Linked DNA regions of Mus musculus: regions 2 and 3 are each linked to region 1. Evidence: chromatin contacts called from public HiChIP or PLAC-seq data. All regions are on one chromosome and are shown on one strand. Each heading gives the region's core, a stretch centred on a gene start, on an enhancer-like site or on the middle of the called end of the contact. The rest is flanking DNA. Distances are from core to core; before and after follow the strand shown.

Region 1 (4,726 bases), core at 1,049-3,548:
TTCCGGGAATACAATGGGGACACAAGCGCTTGGGGACGCAGTGGAGAGAGGTTTCTCCTTAAAGCAGAGGCGCTGGCCTGCAAGCCCACACGGACCCCACAGAGACCAGGCTCTGTTCACCTGCAAGGGGTGGTTCACACTGCCAAGCCTGAGTGCAGGACTCTCATCTGTTAAGTGTAGACTTTGCTCTCCCCTTAGGATTTGTCTTCTCAGCCTCAGGGTTAGAGGCTTCTGAGATTGTCCAAGTGGATTGTCGTTGTCTCAGCACAGGAGACCCCCTTGTCCACTGAAGAGAGACCCCTGTGCAGACCACAGACAGCAGGGCACTGATCGCTGTCTCCACTGCACTTCTCTGTGTCTGCACGTCCAAGGTACATTTGTTTTAGTGACTTAATCACAGTAGGAGAGGAGCTGTCACCGACTATACCACAGAAAAAGGATGATAGTGTGGTAGAAGTTATGTAATTTCTGACCCTCTCCCTCCCTCCCTGACCTTCACTCACACTTAAGAGCTGATGAGGTGAGAGACATGAATGTCACAGCTGTGTGGGACACTGGATCTGATAACTGAGTTGGCCCCAGAGTTCCTCACGCCTGTGCAGTGTGGACACTGGAAGAAAGATGATCCTCATGCCAGAGAGCACACACTGGTGTTTCGAGGTTTCACCCCTGATCAGTGATATTGGGAAAGATTAAGTTTACACAGGTTTTGGTTGTGTGGAGTTTGACCTGACCTCTCCCCCGTTTCCCTGAGAACTTGATGCTCTTAGGTTTCATCCTGACTAGGGAAGCAACTGGCCTTAAGCAGCTCCACAGAAGGATCTGTCTCTGTTACTTTTCTTCTGTTTTATCCTGTTTTTATAAGGCAAGGTGGGTCTCCACAGATGACCATGTTCATCAGGCTGGCCTTGAACTCACAGAGTTCGCCTGTCTGCTGGGATTAATGGCCTGTGTCATCACACTTGGCTTTCGTTACTTTTCTACGACTATAAGACGTTGGGACCCCATCAAGTTGTGAATGTTTTTAATCTGTTCTCTACTTTCAGAGAATGTGAATCCATGACGGCAGAGGAAAGACATGGTACAAGAACAGTGTAAGCTCACACATCTATCTGCATACCAAAGGAGAGACACTGGGAACAGTGGGAGTCGCTCCTCCCCACCCTCCCATCAGTGCTTCATTGGCTTGCTCTCTCATGAGGTCACAGCTCAGTGGGTCAGCCATGTCCCTGCACTCACACTGGTCCTTGCTGTCTTCTGAGAGCACTGTCAGAAAGCACAGGTGTCGATCACACGTTGGCTTGTTCCAGTGGCAGTCGAGAGTTGTAGGCGTAGGACACAGTGTTCAAGGCGTCCTTGTAACGGTCCATGCATATGGTGATGCATTCCTGCTCAGAGTTGTCCAAGGAGCCCCAGGCTTCCTGATGCACTTCCTGAAACGCCTGTCAGTCATCTTGAGCAGCTCCTGCTCATGCGCAATGGCGGTCTGCACGTTCACCTGCTCTATAATGGTCCCTGGTCCAGCTTTCCGCAACCTACGCCATTAAAGTCCAGCCAGACCACAGGCACAGCCAAACGCAGGTGCCTGGAGCCTGGAAATGTTTAAAACCTCAATGCCCAGCCCAGTGACACTTCTCCAACCAAGCCACACCTCCAATCTTTCTCAAGAGTTCCATCTGCTGGATATGAAGGATTCATTCCTATGAGCCCGTGTGGCTGTTCTCATTCAAACCAGCATAGCGTTCACTATGAAATGGAAGAGACCAGCAGGGTTCTGCAGATGTGTCCAGTGCAATCTGACAGAGATACCCTCCAACAGGGGACTCTGCGGAGTTAGGTCTCCCCCTTTGCCTCTGTCCCCTCCTGCTCAGCCCCTCTCTGTCTCTGTCCTCAGGCCTCTCCCCATCAGTGCCCAGCTCCCCTCCCTCCTGAGCTATGCACTGACACTGTCTCTTCCTGGGCCTCTAGTTTCTCTCATGTGCTCAGCAGCAGGCTGTGGATCAGCTGTGTGGTTTTGATGTGAACATTCCAGTGGTGGCTGGAGAGATGGCTCAGAGCTGAGAGCACGTGTTCCTTGTTGGGAGCCGCCCCACATTCGCTGTCACAAGGTGGCGCTGACATCCTGTGTTCTAAGTGGTAAACAAATAATCTGCGCATGTGCCAGGGTACTCCTCCCCCCATGTACTCTGCCTTCCCCGTGACTACAACTCGGCCATGGGCTGCAGCCAATCAGGGAGTGATGCATCCTAGCAAAAATATAGTTCTCCTTAAAGAGGGAGGGGGTTTCCGCCATCTCTCTCTCGCTGGCATCTCTCTGGCTCTGCGCGCCTTGCGCTCTCTCGCTGCCTAAAGATGTAACAATAGGACTCGGCGCTCTGGCGCGCCCTCGCTCTCCCGCGCGCTCTGGCGCTCTGGCCCCATAAAGATGTAAGCAATAAAGCTTTGCCGCAGAAGATTCTGGTTGTTGTGTTCTTCCTGGCCGGGTGTGAGAGAACGCGTTTGTAACAGTTCCTGTTGCAGAGGATCCAGGGTGAGTTCCATCAGCACATGGTGGCTGTCAACCATCTGCAACTTCAGTTCCCAGGGATCGAATGCTAGTGCTAGTGCACATACATATTCACATACAAAAATGATTACATCTCATGACAATAAAATTTTAAAAATATGATTTGAAAAATACTCCTTCTCTTTCTCCTACACATCCAGAGTGTGAGGACAGGAGTGGAGGGCACAGGAATGTTTGGACATCACTGTCCCACCAGCCAATGAAGAGCGCTCTGTAACAGGACAGGAAAAGATGGTTGAAATAGAGTGTATTGAAATGACAATTTGTCAAAAAGCATAAAATTAAAAATACAGATGATATTTCATTTTATGAACCTACCATGCCCAGTGGGTCACAGCCTCATCCCAGGAAGAAGACACAGTGTGTGCTCATCTTTGCACTTGAGCTGATGTGAGTTTTTGATTCCCTATGAACAAGATAAATTCGACTCAGACGTTTGAATGCTAATTTGTAACAGCCCATGACATCCCAACATCCAGAGCATTCCTGCAGAGAAAGGTGTCCCCTTTCCCATCTTCCCTCCCACTGCAGACCCTCCAGAGTCTCACCTGTTGAAGATGAAAGAGAAGCATCGCATTCTTGGGCAACAGCGCCGCCTGGTGGAAGAAACAAAGAGGACAGCGTCTGAACCCACAGAGCTGAGGGTAAAGGGGATCCAGGCTGCTGAGCTGCCCCAGGGCCTCCTTCCTATCTGCACTTCTCCAGGGCTCTCAGGTCTCAGGCCGCCCTGCTCTCATCAAACTACATCCAGAAGAACTTTACGTGCTTTTCCAGCCGTGGGAAGAAAACTCCCTGTAAGAGGGGAGGCAGGAGGCAGAGCCATGGGTGCTAAAAGGAGCTGCAAAGCCCCAGAGAGCAGTTCCAGAACTCGGACAGGGACCATGGTGATGATTCTTTGATGTCAGCTACATGTGGGGTTAACTAAAACCTCAAAATGGAGGGCAGCATCTGTGAGGTGTTTTTGCTTAATTTGAAGTGTGAAAATCAATTTCTGATCCTTTTCTTTGAGGTAGGAAGACACAGGTGTAAACCAGAATATTTGAGCAGGAGCCCCTCCCACTTTTTGCTCTGGGCCATGACTTCTGCTGGAAGCCTACATGAAGACCTGGAAGAAGGAAAGGCTTGCTCTGTGTCTGCTTGCTCTTCTGGTTTCTACAGTTGCTGATTCAGGCATGGTGTTTCCCTACTGAGAGGACTGGACTGTACCTGCTGGTTCCTGTATGGGGTCTGCTGGCCAAGAAGTCTGGACTGAAGCTGTTGATTCGTATTTGGTGTTTGCCATGGGACTGAACTGCTGACAAAGAAAATTGAGCTTGCCCCCCAAAAGCTATTGTTAAACAGGTCCACTTCCCCCATATCTAAATAACTTTTCTCTTCCACTACCTCTTCTGGATTGTGAGCAAAAGGAGAGGCTAAACATTTTGTTATTATTATTTATTATTATTACCATTATTATTATTATTAAAACTATCTTTCTTTCTCCCCCTCTTTCTTTCTTTCTTTCTTTCTTTCTTTCTTTCTTTCTTTCTTTCTCTCTCTCTCTCTTTCTTTCTTTTTTCGAGACAGGGTTCTCTGTATAGCCCTGACTGTCCTGGAACTCACTTTGTAGACCAGCTGGCCTCAAACTCAGACGTCTGCCTGCCTCTGCCTCCCAAGGGCTTGGATTAAAGGCGTGTGCCACCAATGCCTGGCCAGATAGTAGAGAAAGAACGACTGAGAGAAAAAGAGAGAGAGAAACCCCAGAATCTAATCTCCTTCCCTTTGTTTGCTCCATGACCAGAACCTTTAAGATCTTGTGACCACTGCTACTTATTCTACACCCACTCAACAACCACATACCTACCACCCCACTCTTGGGAATGAGGGCTTAGTGTGTATAAAATTGTTTCCCGCTTTCTGGGAATGATGATATCTCTCAGGGGCACCAAGGCAATGAGGATAATGGTCAAGTCCTAAGAAAGCAAGCTGTAACATTTGCTGTGCATTCGCTGTGTGCTAGGAAGGTGCAGGGCTTAGCTGAATCCTTGGGTGGGGCAGTCTTTGAGGCTGCAAGATTAGCTATTTTGAAGTTGTTCTGGATGCATAATTTTGAGGGGCCAGCCATTAAGGCAGTTTGAGGTTGGATCATTTAGGCTATTTGTCTTGTCTTCTTTGGTGTCT
Region 2 (4,726 bases), core at 1,144-3,643, 1.2 Mb after region 1:
AGGCTATGTCCCCTTGTATGGCAGGCAGTATCTGTCCACTCTGCAGAAGACTGCAGCCTCTCGCCTGCCTTTGAGGCAGCCACCCTCTGGCCCTGTGAGAGGCTCTCAGTGTCTGGTGGGGACAGTTCTCTAGCCACATTCATGTGATAAATGATGAGCGAAGGTTTCCTGTTTGCAGGGTACACTGCTAGGCCCAGGGAGCCAACAGATGAAAAGTCTGCTCCCGTGGTCTCCATTCAGAGCTCTGTACTTAGAGGGCAGGTTTGAATAGCATGATTATGGAAGATGGCCAAGAAATTGCTCTCAGGGATGCAGGAGATATGTGGGTAGAAAGGAGAAAGTATGCTGTTTTTGTTTTAATTTTCATTTCATTTCTACTGTTTTATTTGTACTGTGTGTGCAGGTGTTCACAGCTTGGCATGTGTATGGAAATTAAAGGAGAGCTTGTAGGAGCTGGATCCAACCAGTTCCCCAGTTAACAGCTCTTCATGGGAGATTTCCTCCAGCAGCAACCTCAGTTCCTGGTGGAAACGAGGTTTTCACGATGCATCCTATAGTAGAATTCAGCTCTGACACTGAAGATGGCCAATCCTTTGTGTGGAGGGGCTCTGTCCTTACAAGATGGCTCTAGGTTAAGATCTGGTCTCAAGTCCAGACCTCTTGTACTTCTGGACAGCCAGCCCTATAAGTCAAGAATGCTACAAGCCCCTCTTCAGAGCTGGTAATTTGCCAGGCTGGTTCACAGGACTCAAGCCAAGCACCTTGCCCACATCTGTGCTTCATTATAACGCATCCAACACAGTGGCAGCCAGATGCAACAGTGAGACGAGGTACCAAGGAGAGGGGGTCTGGAGCCTCCGTGCCCTCCTGTACTAACAGTCCCTGGCAGCCCTCTGACACGCATCTTCTCAGATGTTTAAGGAAGTACCACCAGGCTGGGATCTGGGATAGTCCGTTAAATCATTAGCTATTTAAATAATCAGCTATTGGCTACTGACCAGTTGAGTTGAAAGTTATAGCTCTCTTCCTCATTCCTGCCCTTGGCAACAAGATTCCTATCTTTAGGGACTTTCCAAAAGTCACCCTATTAACATAAACCCGGTTAAAAGAGTCTTGCTCAGCCAGGGCTATACAGAGAAACCCTGTCTCAAAAAGAGTTTTGCTATAATAGAAGATTCTGTATTAAACCTTTATCAGTTAGCAAACTGCAAGAGTGTGACGAGCTTTGCTCAGGAAGTGAGTGAGGTTGTATATCTTTTTTTTTTTTTTTTTTTTTTTTTTTTGGTTTTTTGAGACAGGGTTTCTTCTGTAGCCCTGGCTGTCCTGGAACTCACTCTGTATGTAGACCAGGCTGGCTTTGAACTCAGAAATCTACCTGCCTCTGCCTCCTAAGTGCTGGGATTAAAGGCGTGCGCCACCACTGCCGGGCTAGAGATTGTATATCTTAGTGTGAAGGTGTGTGTGTGTGTGTGTGTGTGTGTGTGTGTGTGTGTGTGTAAGAGCAACAGTCGCCCAAAAGCCAAAAGCCCGGGGGGGGGGGGGCACCTTTAATCCCAGCACTCGGGAGGCAGAGGCAGGCAGATTTCTGAGTTCGAGGCCAGCCTGGTCTACAAAGTGAGTTCCAGACAGCCAGGGCTATACAGAGAAACCCTGTCTCGAAAAAAACAAAAAAAACAAAAAACAAAAAATGGAATTTTAAAAAGTCAGCCAGGGAGATGCAAGACTGTTTCCCAGCACTGTGGAGGCTGAGTCAGGACTGCCAAAGGTTTGAGGCAAGCAGTCTTGTGGAGTTCTAGGTGAGCCTGAGACAGGTCTGAAAAGAAAAGCCAGGGCTGGGGTTAGGGTGGGGCTCTGTGAGTGAGGTGCTGCCACCATGAAGACCTGAGTGGGAACCGAGAACCCCCGTGGTAGACAGGCAGGAAAGAACAGATTTCCACAAGCCGACCTCTAACCAGTCCAGTCATGCCCTTGCACACAGACAGACAGAGAATAAAAATAAATTTAAGAGAAAAACCAAAACCCCCAAACAAAATGTAGCAGAAGAGGCCTGGGGATGGAGTCAGGGAAGGTGCTGTCAGAACACTGAGATTAGAGGCGGCCTGCTTCGAGCCTCTGCCGTGGTTCAGTGCTCTTCACGGGGGTGACTAGAGGACTAAGGCCTGTGAACTGACTGTGCTGCCTGGAAAAGGATGCACTGTCCAGAAAGTGAGGGAGAGAGAGCGAGAGTGTGTGTGTGTACACACGTGTGTGTGCCCTGAGAGCCTTCTATTTACCCTCCATTCTTCCAGCCCTGCTCTTTGCCCAGGAGACTGACCTGTGCAGACCACATCAGAGGGTTCGTCTGGCTCCAGTTAGTTTGGGCCTTGGAGGAGCCTGACAGGGAAACAATAGGATGGAGGAACTGGGTGCCTATCACCACGGCTACCTTTCTGTGAGGTCACAGTGGCCCAGCCTTTCCTGAGGCCAGCAGTCCTCTTGAGGTACCTGTACTGCCAAGATTTCTTTCAAGTGTCAGTAGCCCACAGGCTACTTGTTTTCTCTTTTCTTTTTCTTTTTTAAAAAGATTTATTTATTATTATATATAAGTACACTGTAGCTGTCCTCAGGCACACACCAGAAGAGGGTGTCAGATCTCATTATAGATGGTTGTGAGCCACCATGTGGTTTCTGGGATTTGAACTCAGGACCTTTAGAAGAACAGTCAGTGCTCTTAACCACTGAGCCATCTCTCCAGCCCATGATCTCTTGTTTTCATCTTGTTGAAACAGAATCTCATATAGCCCAGGCTGCCCTGGGACTCAGTACATAGCTGAAGATGAACAACTGACTTCAGCCTTCCAACTGCTGTGATTTGAAGTCAGTGACACTTTTAATAAAGACATACAGGACAAAATACCATTGCTTGGTTTGAATAATAACTTTAAAAAAAATGTGTGTTGTGGGCACGGGGGTCTTTTGCCTACATGTTTGTCTGTGTACCAGTTCTATTCCAGAGGCCAATTGAGGGTGTTGGATACTCTGAAGCAGGAGTTATGAGAGAATGCGAGCTGCCACAGACTCCCAGGTCCATTGGAAGAGCAGCCAGAACACTATTTGGCTGAGCTATTTATTTAACCCTAAGAACTAATTTTTTTAAAAAGATTTATTTATTATTGTACACTGTAGCTGTCTTTAGATGCACCAGAAGAGGGCATCAAATCTCATTATGGGTAGTTGAGCCATCATGTGGTTGCTGGGAATTGAACTCAAGACCTTTGGAAGAGCAGTCAGTGCTCTTACCCTCTGAGCCATCTCGCCAGCCCAAGAACTAATTTTTTAATTCAAGGAGTTACTGAATATTTAAGGCTAACCTGATCTACATACTCAACGTTCAAGTATCCTGGGTTACAGAGTAGGATGTGTCTTAAGTTAATTAAAATATAATTTGATAGCCGGGCAGTGGTGGTGCACGCCTTTAATCCCAGCACTCGGGAGGCAGAGGCAAGCGGATTTCTGAATTTGAGGCCAGCCTGGTCTACAAAGTGAGTTCCAGGACAGCCAGGGCTATACAGAGAAACCCTGTCTCGAAAAGCCAAAAATAAATTTTTAAAAAGTATATATATGTGTGTGTGTGTGTGTGTGTGTGTGTGCGCACACACACACACACACATATATATTTTTGAAGGCTGGGTGTGTTGGTGCACACCTTTAATCCTAGTACACAAGCGGCAGAAGCAGGTGAATCTCTTGAGTTCAGGGCCAGCCTGGTCTACACATAGTTCCAAGGCCAGCCAAGAACTACATAATTGAGATCCTGTCAAAAACAACAACAACAACAAAAAAAAAACGAAACAAAACAAAACAAAATAACAAAACTATTAACTTCCCTAGAAAGTCTGAGATAATGAAAATTGTTCTTGAATACACATACGCCATGACTTACTCTAGATGGACTGCCCTGGAGAGTTTTGTCAACTTGCTACAAGCAGAATCATCTGAAAGAGGGATCATCAACTGAGAAAATGCCCGCAATCAGTATGATTGGAGGAGGGCCCAGCCCACCGTGGGTGGGGCCATCCTGGGCTGGTGATCCTGGGTTCTGTAGAAAGCAGGCTGAGCAGCCATGAGGAGCAAGCCAGTATGAAGCATACCTCCATGGCCTCTTTATCAGCTCCTGCCTCCAGGTTCCTGCCTGTTTGAGGTCCTGCTTTGGCTTCCCTCAGTGGACAGTGTAACTCAGGACCTGTAAGCCCAAAAAGTCCTTCCGAAGTTTCTTTTGGTCATGATATTTCATCACAGTAATAGTAACCTGACTAAGACATGGACTGATCTCAAAAGCATTCATGCAGTGTCTTAGAATCCATAGCTATGGTAAGATGGTTGGAAGTCTTTCTTACCTGGGAGAAAGGTAAGAGGAGCAGAGTCCTCTTAAGTTTAGGCCCGGTGATCTCCTGGATCACCCCAACCCAAGGGTAGGAGGAGAGCCTTATATACACTAAGTAGCTAGGGCGGGAAGTCTGGACAGTCATGGTTGCAGTTCTCGATTTACAGATGTGCACACAGGTAGTGAACACGGAGTCTAGTTCAGAACGATGCCATGCAAACCATTAAGTCCTGGGCTACAGAATACTGCCCTGTGTCAGAGTGTGCATCGTGAAAACATAGGTTGGGGGCTTGAGAGACAGCTCAGCATACCTAAGAATGCCTGCTGCTCTTCCAGAGGACCCAGGTTTGATTCCCAGCACCC
Region 3 (4,726 bases), core at 1,514-4,013, 1.1 Mb after region 1:
CCAGTCCTCTTTACTTTGGTTGAGGTTTGGATGAGTCACCTACAATACAAACTTCTTGAATCCCAGGATAGGGACGCCAACATCATAGTCTTCCAGTTCAACCCCAATTCTTCTTCGACTCAGGAACTTGAGCAGTCCTCCAAGTGCCCGGACCTGGGAGGGGATCAGCAGTGAAGTTGGATGAAGCCTAGTGTTCCAGAAGCTAGACGACACTACTATCAGGAAAACCGTGATTTTTACAGGGCTGGGCAGTCCAGTCACAATTCTGCCCTGTGGCTGGGAGCTCATGCCTTTCCCCAGCTGCATCCTAGCCCTCACCCCATGACCCAGCTCACCGTGAGGACACAGTCAAAGGGAATAATGGAGGAGAGGAAAAGGATTTTCTCAGTAGCAGTCATGGAGTCTGAGATGAAGGAGTAGTTTCCGGAAAGGAGACGCTGTTTGCTTATCTCTGGACCTATTTGGGGAGGATGGGGAGTGAAAGGTCTCATAGGTCCATTCTCTTGCCCCAGTTTAACAATAAGAACAAATCTGACCATATGGCTTGTCCAAGGCCATAGAGGTGGTTAAGGAAAGCTAAAGAAAGAATCAAAACATACAGATGTAGTCTCATTCTTTCGGTTCTTTATGTAATGTAGATGTCTGGCTATAAGCACAACCTGAGAGAGACAAGTGACTCAGGAGGCAAAAGGTCAAGATGGCAGGGATTGTGGATATATATGGAACTAATACTAATACTGCCCATTTCCTGTATTTCCTGTCCTTTTTGCAAACCTGGAAGTTTGCAAAGTAGGGAGTGCCTTATGGACCATGGTTCCCAGAAACAGTGCCGTTTCCTTTTTAATGCAACAAAGGACTTTGGCTCCAACGTTCAAAACTGTTTTTAAGAGTATCATCTCTCCATTTTCTTCCACTCCCCCATTCCTCACATACCTAACCCCATAGTTTCTCAGTAAGTTGTACTAAAGATAGTAAAGGTGCAGGAGAGATCTCGGGGAGACTCATGATGGGGTGTGGGAAGCAGCTTCCAGATAAGAGTACATGAGGCAAGGTTTCTGATAATAGGAGCTCCTTTCAGAGAAAGGACAGAGGCCCTGGGATGGGGGCTGGTAACATAAAAGGAAGGAGCTACCAAAATCCACGCTTGGCAGAAGTATGATTTCAGGTCCCTTTGGCTCTCTGTGCTCCTCGGAGGCTGTGGAGGCAAGAGGCCACAGTCTTGTACAGTTCAGGCCTGTCATTGTCCCATGCTCCCTCCCAGCCAAAGATTTAGTAGTCTATTTCCATTTCCCCTTCTCTATGCAATCCTTACCAAGCTTCCCTAGAAATCGAGTCATAGCCTCATCCTGTTTGGCACTTGTGACAACAGACTGGGGGTTGATTTCATCCAGAACTTGAAGAGAGAAGGAAGGTGCCTGATGAGTCGAAGGATATCTCCACTGTGACTAAGAGGAAAGTGGTGGCTCTCTTCCTGCCACTGTCTGTTCTCCTCAAGAATTTATCATCTTAGCCAGGCATGGTGACACATGCCTTTGACCCCAGCCCTTGGGAGGCAGGGGAATCTCCATGAAATCAAAATCTGCCTGATCTACACAATAGGTTTCAGGATAAACCAGAGCCACATAGTACATAGTGAGACCCTGTCTCAAAAAAAAACCAAAACCAAACTAAAGTTATTTTATGTCTGTAAGGGATGGTCTGCACACTGGGAGCGCAGTGGAGGAGACTTAGTAAAGGCACGGTGGGAAGGAACAAGAGTGTCCTGGAAACTATCACTAAAATCATGGTTTGCCAGGGACAAAATCTGTAGCATTTCACATACAGTAGGTACCTAATAAAGTTGTGTTGAATAAGTAATTCCTAAATCAGGTGACTATAAACTACATGAGGATGTATGAGTGAACACACGTCCCACCCCAGAGGAGAGGAATGCAGGGCTCTGTCGCACCTCTCTGGAGAAGCTTTAGGCTCTCGTGGTCTGGGGCATCTGGCATGAAGTGGATAGTGGAGTCACTAGTGTCATAGTAAGCAATGCCCAGGTATCCCGAGCTCCACAGCACGCACAGATGGATCTGTCCCGCGAGGAAGGAAAGGGGATCGATATCTGAATCCCTCGGAAGGGCATGGATTGGTCATCCCTTATTATTAATCATTTAACCAAATCTCGGAGATAGGCACTCATGGGGAGTTTAGTCAACGTGAAACGGGGTCGGCTCAGCCTCTCCCAGCCCTCCCAACTCCGCGGACACCTCGGCGGGCTCCTCCTCGTCCTCTTCCTCGATACCTCCAGGCCCCGCCATTGGGGGCTGAGGGCTGGGGAAGCTGGCTGAGGGGATTCCGGATCTGGGTCCGGGTCCCGGCGGCGTCCGGCCTGGGGTCGCTCTGAAAGCCATGGGCTCGGCGACTCTGAGGACATGGGAGGGGAAGGAGGTCCAAAAGCAGCATTCAGCAGGCGGCTGGTGCGCGGGCTTTCAGGGGACAGGCGCGGGGGCTGCCCCTTTAGGTTGGGAGCAGCTCCGAGCTACTGTCCCACCCTCATTCCTGTCACTCGAAGCCGTGCTTTGGAAGCTCTGACGGAGCGCGCTGTCACGTCAAGTCTCTCCCGCCACCCACGCCCTTACAGCCGCAGCGCGCTCTCCTGACCCACCCCCACCCCCTCCCCCACCCCCACCCCACTGGAGCCGCCAATTCGCAGCACTTTCCCGCCTTTTCCGTCACCTCAGCCGCGACGATCCACCTCCCTGACCAACCGCCGCAAGCCTGCAGCCTGTAGGCGTGGGCCGCGCGCGCTCGCCCCGCCCCCTTAGTGGCTGAAAGGGTCTGCTTAGCCATCCAACGGGAAGGCGGTGAGGACGCTAGATGTCGATTGGTCCGTTTGCATTGGGGGCGGTGCTAGAGTGTTCAAAATTCCCGCCCTCTGCCGTTGCTAAGCAGCCGTGTCGCAGAGCTTTGATTGATGTTGGGCGGAGCCCGCCCTAAACTAAGGTCCCCGCCTGGAAAAAGGGTCTGGGCCACGGTGGAGAAGGCCAGAGCCCGGAGGCCGACCTTAAAGGGCCAGAGGCAGTCTTCCTCCTTCCTGAAGAGTGGAGAGAAGCAACATTAATTCAACCTGTGCCAACAGCAACAACTCCGTTAATATTTGTACCCACTAAGTTAATATTTATAAAAAACTCAGAACAGTGCCCAGCAAACAAAGTAAGCGCTACATGAGTGTTTTAAATAAATAAGTGGAAGTAAGAACTAACTCCTGTTTCAGACCTACTTTGCCTGTTTCCTGATTGCAGGAGATGATCACCAACCACAGGAGCAACACGGGGCTTGATTATTTTGGAACCCCTGAAGAGGAAGTATAAGTATCTGAAAGACACTAAATTCTGAAAGTAGACCTAATTAGAACACATACAACCATACTACAGTCCTCTCACCCCTAAGGACACAGGGTATCTCTGACTGATGATCCATCTGGATGGGAAAGAAGGAGAAGGAAGGAGTTTCTGAGGGAAAGAAAAAAAACCATACTTTACAAAACAATAAACAAACAAACAAAAACTTCAGTGCTGGCTTAGCAGGTAAAAGTACCTTCAATTTTGTACCCAGATTGTCCTCTGTCCTCCATACCTGTGCTGCTTGTACACACACACTCACACTCACACTCACACACCACATAATTTTTTAAAAACTGTCCTAGCTACACTAAACTAAGATCCTGCCTGAGGTTCAGAAATGGCATGAGGTGACCTGGCTCTGCTGATCAGCGACTGGAAAAATCATCTCCAAAGGGGAGCAGGTCTAAGGGCTGGGTTAATGGTTACTCTTGGCAAATTATTGAGCAATGGAGTTATGGAAACCTGGAAGAGGTTATTGGTGACAGCTCTGGGGAGTGGCAGAGAGGGACACACCTTCCATTCTGGGGTATGAAGAGATTAGGGACTGGTTTACCAAGAAGAGGAAGGGATCAGACCCAGGAAGAGAAGGCAGCAGAAGAAAAGAAGAGCTGGAGAAAGAAGAAGTGGGAGCTCAGAGATAAGATGGCAGTCTACATTTTTTTTTTTTTTAATGCAGTCCTGGCTTCAAATCCAGGAGCACTGCTGGGTGATCCCAGGACAGAGCAGCCTGGAAAATAAAGGCAAGATAACGCATTTGTGTGTGCGTAGCAATTCAGGCAGCCACAGTCAATAGTGATGATCAGAGCAGCTGCGGCCATAAAGACAGCCAAGAGAGGCAGCCAAACCTGTTTGAATCTAAAGTTTCTCCCAGCGATCTAACTGTGAGCAGATTGCCCGCTGGCCACTTGCTGACCAGAGGGAAAAAAGGAGGTGTCTGGGAAATAAGGCTTCATGGAAGCCATCTCTCTTATCAGTGGGAAGAGGCTCTGGTGCAGATCTCAAGGGTCAGCATAGAGGGAACATTCTTAGGACTCAGCTGGGGCTCACGCATGAGTCAGTCTACAACTGTCTGCAACGCTGTAGTTCAAAAGCCCAAACACCAAGTATATTCTGCCTTCCTGGGGAGGAGAGAGATAAGCCAGCCCCCCCCCCCGCCCCCCGCGCCCCAGGGAGGAGAAAGCTCTCAGAAGAGGAAGCACAAGAGGAAACCACTAACTAACTGCTGTTCCAGCAAACATGCATCAATTCACCTCAGCCCTCCCTGCCTCTTTCAGTTTCCAGCCCAGTCTTTCCTCTCTGTCTTTCCAAGTCCAGAATATTTTCTTCAAATATGTCTGTAT

Evidence for each region. HiChIP or PLAC-seq counts read pairs in DNA pulled down with a chosen protein or histone mark.
Region 2: an H3K27ac HiChIP or PLAC-seq map of bone marrow-derived dendritic cells shows a contact between it and region 1, with 6 times the contacts expected there. The contact joins the promoter of Aif1 here to the promoter of AA388235 in region 1. A contact is called at or near these places in 4 of 39 promoter capture datasets (the C10 cell line, frontonasal cranial neural crest, hippocampal neurons and 1 more), 2 of 115 datasets of contacts at active chromatin or transcription factors (astrocytes and bone marrow-derived dendritic cells) and 2 of 9 other capture datasets (adipose tissue and liver).
Region 3: a contact with region 1 is called in an HNF4G HiChIP or PLAC-seq map of pancreatic cancer cells. The contact joins the promoter of Msh5 here to the promoter of AA388235 in region 1. A contact is called at or near these places in 3 of 39 promoter capture datasets (cranial neural crest and liver), 2 of 115 datasets of contacts at active chromatin or transcription factors (large pre-B cells and pancreatic cancer cells) and 1 of 9 other capture datasets (adipose tissue).

The regions. Positions count from the first base shown.
Region 1 is chr17:33,979,194-33,983,919 of GRCm38.p6, forward strand. AA388235 (expressed sequence AA388235) reads left to right here and starts at 2,299. Exons shown (of 1, transcript NR_033305.1): 1 at 2,299-4,726.
Region 2 is chr17:35,173,659-35,178,384 of GRCm38.p6, forward strand. Aif1 (allograft inflammatory factor 1) reads right to left here and starts at 2,394. Exons shown (of 8, transcript NM_019467.3): 1 at 2,315-2,394.
Region 3 is chr17:35,043,982-35,048,707 of GRCm38.p6, forward strand. It overlaps Msh5 (mutS homolog 5), which reads right to left and starts at 2,764. Exons shown (of 25, transcript NM_001146215.2): 1 at 2,719-2,764; 2 at 2,250-2,406; 3 at 1,949-2,072; 4 at 1,313-1,393; 5 at 1,133-1,195; 6 at 336-457; 7 at 44-153. The coding sequence starts at 2,393.